Linked DNA regions of Zea mays: region 2 is linked to region 1. Evidence: chromatin contacts called from public Hi-C data. All regions are on one chromosome and are shown on one strand. Each heading gives the region's core, a stretch centred on a gene start, on an enhancer-like site or on the middle of the called end of the contact. The rest is flanking DNA. Distances are from core to core; before and after follow the strand shown.

What was found. A called contact is a pair of places that touch in the nucleus more often than the background predicts.
Region 2: a contact with region 1 is called in a Hi-C map of tassel, with 2.1 times the contacts expected there. The contact joins the promoter of LOC100383273 here to the promoter of LOC103633010 in region 1. A contact is called at or near these places in 2 of 25 Hi-C or Micro-C datasets (ear and tassel).

What each region holds. Positions count from the first base shown.
Region 1 is chr7:144,860,096-144,866,885 of Zm-B73-REFERENCE-NAM-5.0, forward strand. LOC103633010 (protein FLOWERING LOCUS T) reads right to left here and starts at 2,976. Exons shown (of 5, transcript XM_008654699.3): 1 at 2,671-2,976. The coding sequence starts at 2,868.
Region 2 is chr7:144,989,818-144,996,607 of Zm-B73-REFERENCE-NAM-5.0, forward strand. It overlaps LOC100383273 (U11/U12 small nuclear ribonucleoprotein 35 kDa protein), which reads left to right and starts at 2,552. Exons shown (of 8, transcript NM_001175933.1): 1 at 2,552-2,807; 2 at 2,901-2,998; 3 at 3,143-3,194; 4 at 3,513-3,583; 5 at 3,688-3,778; 6 at 4,250-4,325; 7 at 4,444-4,522; 8 at 5,217-6,294. The coding sequence starts at 2,669. The coding sequence ends at 6,062.

The DNA of each region.
Region 1 (6,790 bases), core at 1,726-4,225:
GCGGCCGGGGGTCTGCACGACACAAACACCGGTAAGATGGCTCCCCGGACGTCCGCCTCTGACTGCGCAGCGTTTAGCTCTGTTTTGATTCAAGTTTAGGGCGATCAATGCGTCGTTTGTACATCTCACCGGCGTGCGCCGCCGCGCTTCCTGATGTCGCCGCCGTGCGGAGCTCGGAGGTAGGAGAGAAAATCGTGACCGTTAGATCTCCGTGAAGGGCTGAGATTAGATCCTTGGTGGGACGCATTTTAGCCATTGGATAGAGTCTATGTGGTGGAGATTGGCTGGCCGTAACGTTTCGGCCGGGGCTAGGTTAGCCGTTGATCTTGGATCAATCGGTTGAGACTCGTATAGGCGCTGGATCCATTTGGACCGTAGGATCGGAATCTGACCGTGCTAGTCTCGCATCAGTTATCCGCGGGATGAATCTAATCTGGGCCATCCTTTCTTCATCGGTCGGCTCCGATGGGCCGATACCCTTTCGGCTGTTGGTTTTGCGTATGAGTCCCTGTAAATAGTTGAAACCAACCCGCAGTCCATAGACAGGTAGTTTTGAGTCTTAGATACTTTTGCGCCGTTGCCCCTGATTTCTCTGGAATTTGTGGCCCAGTCCAGAGAATTATAAAATCTAGAAAAAGGAATTAGAAAATGATTTTTATGCAAAAATAAATGCTAGAATTTGTTTAATTCATAGGAAATGTATATTTGGTCCAAATTAATTCATTCCAATTCCTATAATTTTATAAAATCATTGTTTATCATTTTGTGTCACTGTTTTGACATGAACTCAGTTAGAAAATTAATTTCTCAACTAATCCTATTTTAATCACATTAAACCTTAGGAAATTCATAACTTGAATTCTATAACTCCAAATTTAATGATTCCAGTTCCTGTGATCCTAGTTTAATGTCTAGATTATTACTGTGTATTTATTTACATGTTTGGTGTGATGTTAATATTGCCTATACATTGCCTGTTTGTTTGCTACGATTAGCAGTGAGGATACGTGTCACCTGAAGATCATCCTGGTACCTGGAATCTCAAGTCCCAGGCAAGTTGTGCCCTTGATCACTTCTTTTACCCAGCCATGTTCTGATTAATCATAATGATCTGCATAGGTTAATTTTGATGGGACCCAATAGGTTACCCTAGTTTGATTATCTTTATACCTTGTTTACCACTGAACTTTTTGGGTAGTACTTGCTAGTGCTTTATGTGGTTTTGGGTATGAAGATACATTACTCATGATTATACTTTTGTTATCCGTTGTTATTTATCGTTCATGATAAGATCATTATGTTAATTGGAACATGGAGCGACCACCCGGGAAAACAGTGCTACCACAAGGGTTTAATGGGACGCCCTTGGCTGATTAATTAGGAAAGCTAGTGGAAGACTACCTTACCCGAAAGGGGCAAGGGCAGTAGGGGAGTGGTCAGTGTAGGGAGGCCCTCGGGAGGATTTTGCTGCGATGGCGGTCCTGCAAGGGATTCCTGCATTGGAGCTTCCTATAAACTGTAGCGGGTTTTCTGAAGCTAGTGGAACTTTGTAAAGGCCTCGTAGTGTTACCCTGCCTCGCCTCCTCGGTAGAGGTGTATGGGAAGTCGCGATCCCTTGGCAGATGGGTAACATGACTTGTGGGTAAAGATGCGCCACCTCTGCATAGTGTAAAACTGGTATACTAGCCGTGCTCACGGTCATGAGCAGCTCGGACCCTCACATGATTAAATTATGGAACTTAAACTCAATTTGTCATATGCATTGCATCGCAGGTGAGGTTGTTACTTTTGTTCTACTACTTAATTGGGTTGGTGTTTACTTATACTTAGTAATTGCTAATAAAATTTTGACCAACTTTAAAAGCAATGCTCAGCTCTAACCATCCTCTTTGGTAAGCCTTACACTTCACGTGAGCTCCCACCTTTGGCGAGTTCATGCACATTATTCCCCACAACTTGTTGAGCGATGAACGTATGTGAGCTCACTCTTGCTGTCTCACACCCCCCCACAGGTCAAGAACAGGTACCACAGGATGAGGCGCATGGAGGATGCTGCGATGAGTTCGTGAGAGATCTAGGCCATCGTCTCCCAGTCAACTTTGGGTTGCTGGACCGTTGTCTCCTTATAATGTAATTATTTATTTTGTATAGAACTCCTGTTATATAGTAAAGATGTGACATTCGATCCTGTGCCATGATTCATCATATGTGTGAGACTTGGTCCCAGCACACCTGGTGATTATGTTCGCTCCCGGGTCTTGGTGCCCCTAAAATCCGGGTGTGACACGTACTATAGGACCTTAATTTTCTTTCTTCTTAATATAATGACACGCAGTCTTCCTGCGTTTCCGTGAAAAAAAAGAGTTATACGTACTTTTGTAAACCACCATTTGTGCAACTTTATCGCTTATTCTAAGTAGAACAACATGTCTATGTTGTATTTTTTTTCAGAAAGAGAAAATACATAAGTACTAATAAATTAGTGTTTGGGTGACGGGTCACTAACTCTGGTGATACTACGTGTTACCCCTGTCACATGATAGTATTTTTTCTTAGTTGAACCTTTTCTTGCAAGCAAAGTCATGTTTCAGTGTTTCACCTTACCCAATGCAATGCCAAAACACATGCACTCTACATATCAGGATCCTACAATCAATTATGGTCACTTACAAGTGTGTAGAGCTTTGTTTGGTCGTGGCCTTCAATCTCAACATGTGGTGCATTGAGAACAGCAGATGCTCGTAGTCCAGTGCCATTTGTTATCTCCTTGTCACCATAATTAATCCTCATCGTTGCTGACTTTATGAAAGGATCCAACACATCACCAATTACCTGGCTCAATGCCAAAGGATCCCTGCCTCGTGACATAGTTCAGTATACAATTGAGTTGGTGGCTATAGAAGAGAGCTTCGTTGAGCCACAACCAGGTGGAGTCTATAGTGTGGCGGAAGGGCTATGAAATGTTTTTTTGTGTGGGAAGAACAGAGCAGTCCTTCGTAAATTTATATTAGTTGTGAAGCATCCACTTTATGTTCACAACATTCCATTGAGCACTATAAGAAGATAGAATCTTACTTTTAATATTACTCCGTATATTATTATTTTCCCTTATAATTGCTTCTTTGTTGCATGGACATGTAGACTTGTAGAGCACCTATCAACCTCCAGATGGCCTAGTTATAGTTGGGCCTGTACGATCTTTGTGGATGATATCTATGGTCAGTTTTTCATATGCATATATTCTCCAAAGATCAAGAGTGTATGTTTAAAGCTCCAAGAGGTAGCCTCCCCTGCATGGCGCCTTGCCGGGGCTTGGCCAAAGCTTCACGATGTGTCATTTCATGTTCAACGATACTTCTCTGAGTGGTGAGCACGTAGACGTAGAAAGATTCTTTGGATCAACATCACAATGCAGCAGTACGAAACCTGGGGAGGTAGAGTCAGGTCGTTAGAAGTCTTTTTTTCTTCTCTTTATTTGCTTTTCCTTGACAGCAGTTGAGGTATGGAGCACTTCACTCTTCACCTTTGATTGAAAACTATTCTGTGGACTTGTTCCATAAGACCCTACCTGGTTCATGTTCTTATCTACAATTTCCCAATACATGCATGACTTCTCTGTTCATTTTCAGTTTAAATGTCTATTTTCATGTTCTAATGCTACCGTTGTGGCTTTGTCTTATATTCACATGTTGCTGCTTTGCCCCTCGTCCGCTGAATACAAATGTATGCATGTAGAGGATTATTTGGACCAAACAGGAACCAAAGAAGCATCTCCTGGCCTGATTCGACGCATCAATGTCTTAATATTATCAGATGGACTTATTCCAGATTCCTCGCAGCATTTGAAATGCCTATGCAAGAAGAAATTACACTTTCGATGGCGCGAATGGCCATTTAGAACTTCTGAGAATAGATAGACTCGTCATACCATAGAGCTTGCATTCAACTTGTTCCAGCCAGAACGCCACATTCTGCCTCGGCCCTCCACATAAGCGTCAATATCTGCAACTGACATAAACAATCCATGCAGATTTGTTTTTTCGTCTTCCAGCAGGGAATAAAAGGTGAGGGGCACTGCCTGCTATATCATGTACGTTATACTCTACTTTATACTCTAAAAGCCATCCTCGACCTTATACGCGGTACTGTCCCAGGCTTCTTTGGCCTTTTTTTTTCTGAATAGCATATAAGACTATATACTGGACTATAAGCAACAAATGTATGAAAATGAATACATGTTTATGCATCAGGGTTCTCATTTTGTTCCAGCAATCATAACTGCACAGAGTGCAAACTGTTTTTTTTTACTATTAGATTTGCACGTGTACTTGGACAAGTTGCTTGAAGACATGCAAGTTTGCAGTGAGAACACAAAACCCTTTTGAATGGAATATACTCAACGTCTATCAATCTCTTGGAATAAAGGCAGTATAGGTACTGTCTTGCAGATCAGATGGGCATCTCCACTAGGACGTTAAAAGCAGAAAGGCAGAAGATCACCTTTGGATTTTGAAAGTTCTGACATCGCAAGGGGGCAAAAGGCGCCAGGGAACTCCCCCGCACTGCAAACAGCCTGCACCCAGAGACACAGCTTCTGTGGATGAGCTCTTGCCATGCCAGCCTCCCTCTGGCCTCTGCTCTCTCTACACTGTTCGCCAGCCAGCTGGAAATGCTGCTAAAGTCAGTGCATCATCTCTAGGTAAGAGATGAATTTATTCTACCGGTGGGCAGTCTTATCATTCTGAAAATCTGCATCGAAATAGCACACTCTTTTGGTTCGTGTTTCAGCTGCTAATAGCTAATGCTGGAGTTCTGGGGCCCTATGCTTGCTTGCTGTCTGCAAATTTGTTTGCCAGAAGTTTACAAGATTGAATTTTGGCATTGAATTGGATGATTGGCACCACCAATTCCTCATGTCAATCTTCAAAGGTCGAACAGTGCATGTTGGTTCTAGAGGTAAGGTTGAACATTGCATGATGGTTCTAGAGGTAAGACCTTTGCAATATATACGTGGTCTCAGTCGACTGGTTGATCCAGATTGGTTACACTTCATTTCTGGGTTTGTTTAGACTGGTGCCCCCTGGAAAATGAATTTGGACAACGTTTGCGGAAAAAATGACGAGAGCTCGCTTGCACTCCATCTACTCCGTACCCCATACAGGCTAGTGGACGAGAACGAGGTCAAAGGAAACGACAAGCAGCAATAGCTAGCGTCTGATAAAATGTCGATGTGATGGCAGAGTAGAAAAAGGCTATAGCTGCAATGTTGCTCGATTTCAATTCGGGGCTATTTGGACCGTGTGATTCGGCGTTTGGGCCCAATCGTACGCACCCGGGCCGTAAAATGATGGAGCCTATGTTTGGAAATAGTTGCATGCTTTTTTATACGTATCATAATACTTCCGTCCGTTATTTTAGTTTTTCCTAGGTCAAACAATTCAAGTTTGTTATAATTCTAGTTTTTCTAAGTCAAAAATCTTAAATTCCAAATATTAGAATGTCAAATAAATATTATTAGATTCATAAATCTATTTGATATTATAAATATTGATAATCTTTATTATGAATGTGGTCAAATATAAAATACTTTAATTTAGAAAGAAAACTTAAGTGTCCCACGAGGACCATTTGTAAAAAAAGAAGGAATCCCGTACATTTGGAACGAGAAAGATCATAACTGTTAAAACATATTTAAGCAACTAAAGTGGGACTAGTTTCTTCGTAACACAGCACATGGATCACATCACGTCGAAACTAGAACGCCAAATGAGCCAATGTATTACAGAAATGGCAGCCAAGACGGAATAAACCATGAATGCAGCGACAGATTGGTCTAACTATGCTTTGTTTGCTAAGCTTCAGGTCTGTTTGTTTGAGTTACAACTTTTGAGTTTTTTTTTCCTCAAAATATGGCTTTCTAGCTTTTGGTTTATATCTATTGGATTTTTTCTATTGATTTTTAATAGATTTTAGCTTATCAACACACCAAAAAAAAACTACTTACAACTTGCTTTTTAGCTTTTACTTTGTTTCCGCAGAAGCTACTCAATAGCTAGGTTCAACTCCTCTCAACCGGTGAACAACATGAGTCCGAAGTTTCTTTAGTAATTCCTAAAATTTCCTTGTAGTGTGGTTCCATCACATGACTCATCTCATGGGGAGCACGAAATGGCTATGTTTTATTCTATTTCACTTCCTAGCATTTGCTATCATTTATCCGTCCCTTCAGTTTCATTGAGATAAGGGACATCATTTATAGTCTCTCTTTCTGTATATGGAAAGTCAAAAATTTCTCATCAAAACATTAAAAAATTGTATATATAGAAAACTCTAAGGCCTTGTTCGATTATTTCCATACCACATGATTTGGATTGGTTTGAAAAAAAATAAGAAGAATTTTAATTTGTTTAGGATTTAAACATTCTCAATTCTACTCAATCCATATGAATTGAGATCAAACCGAACGGAACCTAAAAGAAGAAAAGAGAGACTTATGCCATGACTCTAAAATATTTTCTACTTAAATAGTCTCAAGTAGCATAAGTTTCACGGTGTGGATAATTAATTCGATCGTTGTGGTTGAACTCTATTATGAATTCACGACCACTTTCTGCTTAGGTCCTTAGACCTCTCTCCAATATTGGTGTAGAGAAAGAGATATTTGTGATTACTTGGAGTTTTCATACGAGTCAGCTCATGATCTACAAATTGATCTATTATTCACCTTTGCATTTATTCTTTCTTAGTTAAAAGGTTGAGAAAACTATAAAATTTAATTATATTATTATGG
Region 2 (6,790 bases), core at 1,302-3,801, 130 kb after region 1:
CGCGAAAGGGGCTACTGTTGGGACTATGCTTCGTCGCGCCGAAGGTCTTGAAGGAAGAAGCAGCTTCAGCTGAAGCTGTCCGCGTGCGATGACCGAAGCTTGATCTTCATAAAGCTTCGGAATTATGAACCGACTTAAAAGTAGAAAGACCTTTTAGTCCATAAGCGTTTGAGTCGTTATTGTAGACTTTCATGAAGGGCATGGTTGTAAATTCTCACAGGCTGTGTCCTGTGCCTATAAATAGTGAACAGTACTCCTCTACTGTTCACGCTTTTGGATTCGGGTTTTTCACCATCTCATCATTTTGAGAACCAACCTTTGTCAAGGCAGAGGTATAATTGTATCCAATACTTAAATATATTGAATGAATATAATATGATTCATTTACTTTTGATACTCTATATTTTATGTTATTTCGTACAATTTATCAACGTACAATTACGAAAACTCAACCTTCGTAATCGTATTGTCGTTCGCCTTCGTCTAGAGTTCATTATCTCCGAGGGAATAATGCTTCATTGGACGAAGGTCATTGTCATTTAATATTTTATGTTGCCTTGTTCTTGATTCATAGCGGTTGAGAACAAGTCCCCAACAATGTTCTTTAATATCATTTATTCATGCATAGTTTAATTTTGATGGGACCCAATAGGTTACCCTAGATTGTTTATCTCATTACCTTGTTTACCCCTGAATCACTTGGGTAGTTTGCTATTGTCTTACATGGTTTTGGGATAATCATTTATTATATCTATGTTCCAATTCTTTTGTTATTCTATTTATGTTCATGTTGAGATCATTAATGTTAATTGGAACATAGAGCTTAACTTGAGAACCACGTGCCACCATAAGGGTTTAATGGGACACCCCTGGCTGACTAATTAGGAAAGCTAGTGGAAGACTACCTTACCCGAAAGGGGCAAGGGCAGTAGGAGAGTTGCATGCAAGGAGGTTCTCGGGTTGATTTAGCTGCGATGGCGGTCAGACGGGGGATTCTTGCAAGTGCTCTTCCCATAAACTGTAGCGGGTTTTCGGAAGCTAGTGGAACTTTGTAAAGGCCTCGTAGTGTTGCCCTGCCGCGCTTCCTAGGTAGAGGTGTATGGGAGTCGCGACCCCTTGGCAGATGGGTAACATGACTTGTGGGTAAAGGGTACAACCTCTGCAGAGTGTAAAACTGGTATACTAGCCGTGCTCGCGGTCATGAGCAGCTCAGGACTCTCTGATGATTAATTTATGGAACTTAAACTTAATTTGTCATTTCATTGCATTTGGGATTATTTTATTATTACTTTTATTTATTATTACTATGGTTTGGTATTTACTTACACTTAGTAACTGCTAATAAAATTTTGACCAACTTCTAAAAGCAATGCTCAGCTTCAACCTTTATTTCATTGATCAGCCTTACACTTCATGAACTCCCACCTTTGGTGAGTTAATGCCACATTATTCCCCACAACTTGTTGAGCTATGATCATGTGTGAGCTCACCCTTGCTGTCTCACACCCCCCACAGGAGAAGAACAGGTGGTTCAGGAGGAGCCACAAGGCGAGGAGTATGATCTGATCTAGGTGGCGTTTCTCAGTTGACATTGGCGCCGACGATCTTTAGTTCGTTTTATATTCATTATTTTATTTTGTAACAAGTCTTCCGCTATTTAATAAATACTCTGATGTTTTATGACATTTATCTCTATGCACTCTGTTATTATATATGTTGTCTTCTTGGCGCATGTATGAAATGCACCTGGCTTTGTTCCTTAAAGCCGGGTGTGACAACCACAATTTGGAGTCTCTCACGTCTTACATAGATGTTTATAATCAAAATAGAGTAAGGATGGGAGTAGAAACACACACAAGAACACAATCGCAACAACAACAACACACACAAGTCAAGAAGAGAGCGCAAGAATCAAAACAACAGTCACAGCTCAAGAACATGCTCAAATCTCTATCTAATGAATCGACGGCGTGGTCGCGGAGTCTAGGAGTTGTAGATTACTCAAAGTGTGCTTATATATTGCTCCATGGCACCTAGGGGTCCTTTTATAACCCCAAGGGACCTAGGAGTCGTTGGAGCTCCATTTGGAAGGCACTAGTTGCTTTCTGTCCGTGGGTGCACCGGACACTGCATAGTGCAATGGCCACGGATCGCTTGATTGGCTACTTTCTGCTTCTGAGGGCACCGGACCGTTCGGTGGGTGGCACCGGACTATCCGGTGCTCGTGTTGACCATTGACTCCGGCTGACGTGTCAACTAGCCGTTGGTCGGCTGGCACACCGGATTGTTCGGTGCTCCGCGCCGACCATTTCTTTGTGTTGCTTAATTCTATACTCTCTAATCGCGCGCACACCGGATTTCTTTGCAATTTGTTCTTTATCTTTACTCTCTAATCCTATACTTGCTCTAAGATTCTATTTCTTTGTGTTGCTTAATTCAATTTCGCATTTATAAGGCCAGGCCCAGAACACTTTGGACCCAGCCCAACTCCATCGTTACTGCCCCCTCAAAAAGAAAAACTCTATATCTTTACACGCCGGACACACGGGCACACGGGCCAGGCCAAGCCTGACATGCCGTCCGCCGCGCTCATATCTCCTTTCGTCTACTCCGTCCAGTCCCAACTCTCCACCGGCGGCAGGAGGCGCCGGCGCTAGCCCGTGGCGAGATGAGCGGCGGGAGCGTAAGCGCCGTGTTTTATGCGGACAAGTACCACCCGATCCAGGCCGGCAGCATCGACGGCACGGACGTCGCGCCCCACGATAACGCCGTCCTCCGCGCCCTCATCTGCTCTCAGGCCGGCCTCTGTGCGTGCGCCGTGCGCGTCTCCGCTATCCCCCTCTCCACCTACCCCCTCCGTACCTCTCCCTTACCTGGGTTTCCCTCCCGTTCCGTTTCAGACGACCCTTTCGGCGACCCCAAGGCCTCCGGCGACCCCCACCGCACGGTTTTCGTCGGCCGCCTCTCGCGCCAGACCGACGACGACACGCTTCGGAAGGTGCGCCCCTTCTGCCCCCCCCCCCCCCCCCCCCCCCCCCTCACGTGTGTTAATGGACGACGTTGCCTCTTGTGGCTGTGTGCTGGGTTAGTCGTGATCCTCATGGTTGGGCGCGGTCGATTCCCCCTTTTGCTGTTTGTGCAGGCGATGAGCAGGTACGGGAGGGTGAAGAGCATGCGGTTGGTGCGTGACATTGGTGAGTGATAGCTTGCTCCGTTGTTTTCTACAGCATAGTTCTAGTGTTGTAGTGAACACAGCGGCAGTGCTACTGTTCCAGTTGTCCATGCGACTTGTGTGGTTCTGGGAACATGACAAGCTCACAAGCATACTACAACTGCTTTATAAGTTTCGGTTCTGGATATTAACTTTCAGAACATGACGAAGCATACTACAACAGCTTTATAAGCTTCAGTTCTGGATATCAACTTTCTTAAACCAGTAGCACGAATTTGCAATTTTCTAGACATTTTGCTAAGTTTGTATTTTGTATTGACCAAACTACTTCGTTTTGCAGTTACAGGTGCTTCTCGTGGTTATGCATTTGTTGAGTATGAAACTGACAGAGAGATGCATCGTGCCTATGAGGTATCTGCTATTTATGGTTTGAGTTCTGTACTCTTGTTTTTTTACTGCATTGAGTCTTTGTTATATCTAAAGGAAAGTTATTAATTATTGCCTTTGCCCTTAAGGATGCACACCATTCAGTTATTGAAGGCAGTGAAGTGATTGTTGATTACTACAGGCAACAGCTTATGCCTGGGTGGATACCAAGGCGGCTAGGTATGTACCCTTCTCAGTTACTCCCTCCATTCCAAATTATAAGTCATTTTAACTTTTCTAGATTCATAGCTTTTACTATGCACTTAGATATAGTGTATGTCTAAATACATAGCAGCTAGCAATGTATCTAGAGTTGAAAAGGTGGTAACTGTGGGTAGCGCCAAGTAAGCTAATCCTAAATGTCCAGCCACGCCGAACCGAACTCTTATCACATTATGTGTAGGTTACAACAATTGGGAGTACCTTTTTCACTGCAAGTTCTCTTACATTTACTAAGCTTGTTCACTTGTTATGATCTCGCTCATCGGATTGTTCATTGTTCCCCTCTCCCCTGCCTTTGCTACTTTTCTTCTAGACTATAAAAGAATGTCCACGGAAACATTATATAATTTGGAGTGGGGGGCTGTTTAGATGCTTCTTACTCAATATTTTGTGATGATCTTTTATGTTACTTCTAATGGTTTTTTACAGGAGGGGGGCTTGGTGGAATGAAAGAATCTGGACAGCTTCGCTTTGGAGGCCGAGAGAGGCCATTTCGTGCTCCCTTGTATGATCACATGATGCCCATCTAGTGTATCCAGTATTTTGCCTAGATAATTCATGATAATTGATGATAATGTGCTTTGGAGTTAAAAGTTTTTGTCATATCTTTTTGTACAAAACAGGCGACCTATTCCTTATGATGAACTGAAGAAGCTTGGGATCCCACCGCCACCTGAAGGGCGATATATGACACGTTATCAGGTAGCCTACCATATTTTTTTATTTCTTACACTAATAAATGGAAAAGGTGCTCACTGTTGCTATGAAGTACCCCCTATGTTTCATATTGTAAAGGCCGTTTTAGTTTTGTCTTAAGTCAAACTTGTCTAATTTTGACTAAATTTATAGAAAATATATTAACATCTACAATAGCAAATAAACGCACTATCAGAATATATTTCAGGGTGTATCTAATGAATCTTGTTTGATGTTTTTGCATTTTTTATAAATTTGGTCAAGGCTAGAGAAATTTGCCTTAGGACAAATATAATACAACTTACAATTCGGAACTTTGGAACAGAGGGAGTACTATACAACTATACTAGCACTCTTTCTGATATTTCATTACAGCATTCACTATTTTCATGCTTTGAAGTGAAAACAAATTGATATGACATATTACTGTAAATTCCAATCAATCGCCATTGAGAATAGTGGACAGTTGGAAACTTAAAATATTTGATCAGGAGGAACCTTGTTTCTAATTTGTATTATCTGCTTACTGTTTCCATTATTGAACCACATTGGCACTTGTGTGCGTACATACTGTGATGAAACTGTTATTTGCTTGATCTGCTGTTCCAACTCCTACCATGTTTTAGGCGGAAGGGATTGACTATTTTATCTCTGCTTACTGACATAACTGAAATAACATTGATTACCCCTACCACCACAGGTTCCACCACCACCAAGGCGGAAGAGCAGCAATATTGACATTGAAGATTCACCTCCTGGGAGAAGATCCAAGGACAGAGCCGGGGTTAGTACCTACAGAAGGCAAAGAAGTTCTAATGACGATGATGAAACCCTTCTCAAGAGGAAAAGCAGCCGAGACGGGCTAGAAGAATCACAAAGTCGGAGGAGCGCAAGATCATCCATTACCAAGGAGGACAACAGGTACAGCAGTCAGAGGAAGTCCAAGGAACATGACAAAGGTCATCGCAAGCACAGACGAAGCCAAGATCCGGGCGAAGTATCTCCTCCAGCAGAGGAAGACGGTAGCTATGAAAGGCAGAGAACTTTAGAAGAACCTGATCGCAGCCCTGATCGGTACCATCACCACTGGCATCACAGGGATGATACATATGAGAGCAGACACTTGCGCCACAGGGATCATCGCAAGCGTAGACGAAGCCAAGAACCGGGCGAAGTATCTCCACCAGAGGAAGACTGTAGCCATGAAAGGGAGAGAACTTCAGACGAACCTGGTCGCAGCCCTGATCGGTACCATCACCACTGGCATCAAAGGGATGGTACATATGAGAGCAGACACTCACGCCACAGGGATCATCGCAAGCGCAGACGAAGCCAAGAGCCAGGCGTATCTCCACTAGAGGAAGACAGTAGCTATGAAAGGGAAAGAACTTCAGACGAACTTGGTCGCAGCCCTGATTGGTACCATCACCATCGGCATCACAGGGAGGATACATATGAGAGCAGACACTCTCACCACAGGGATCGCCGACGCCATGGTGACCGGCATCGCACCAAGAGAAGCGAGAGTCGAGATTACAGGGACTAGGCAACTCTCACTCGCACCACAGGGATCCCCGACGCCATGGTGACCGGCATCACACCAAGAGAAGTGAGGGTCGAGATTACACTCTCCAGTTTCCTAGACTACAATGTTTCATTATGTAAACTTGATTGTTTTTCGTACTCCTTGATCTAGTAAGGTTTACTGTTGCCCTGTAGTCTCTTTCATGAGAATGTATTCCTGTACCGAATTTTATATGTTTGGTTTTGTTGTTGACACACCTTTATCTCTATTTATTTACTCCTAGACTAGATGACAGGAGAGAATAAAAATAAATGAAATACTGAAATATAATAAAAAGAACATCTTATGCATAGAACAGGATTAAAAACACTTCAATATTACTCCATTCATCCGTATATTTTTTTTTGCTACGATCTTTAAAACAAAACTTTAACTATTTGCATATCCAAAATATATTGTCGTTAAATACAAAAATACCATCATTTTAAAGTACTTTTACATATGAATCCAAGTATATAGTATACATACACTAAAAATTATATTTTTTGGCTAAATTATTAGTTAAAGTTTGACTTTTTGAAATATATAAATGCCTCAATAAACGTGATAGAGGGAGTGTTATAGTATAGAATAAGAGAGCATCTCCAACAGCTTCTAAAAATTAATGGGATTGATATCTTCTTAAAAACTTTAGTACGTTAAAAAAATCATACTCCAACAGCACCCTTAATTTTCCCAAAAGAAAACGT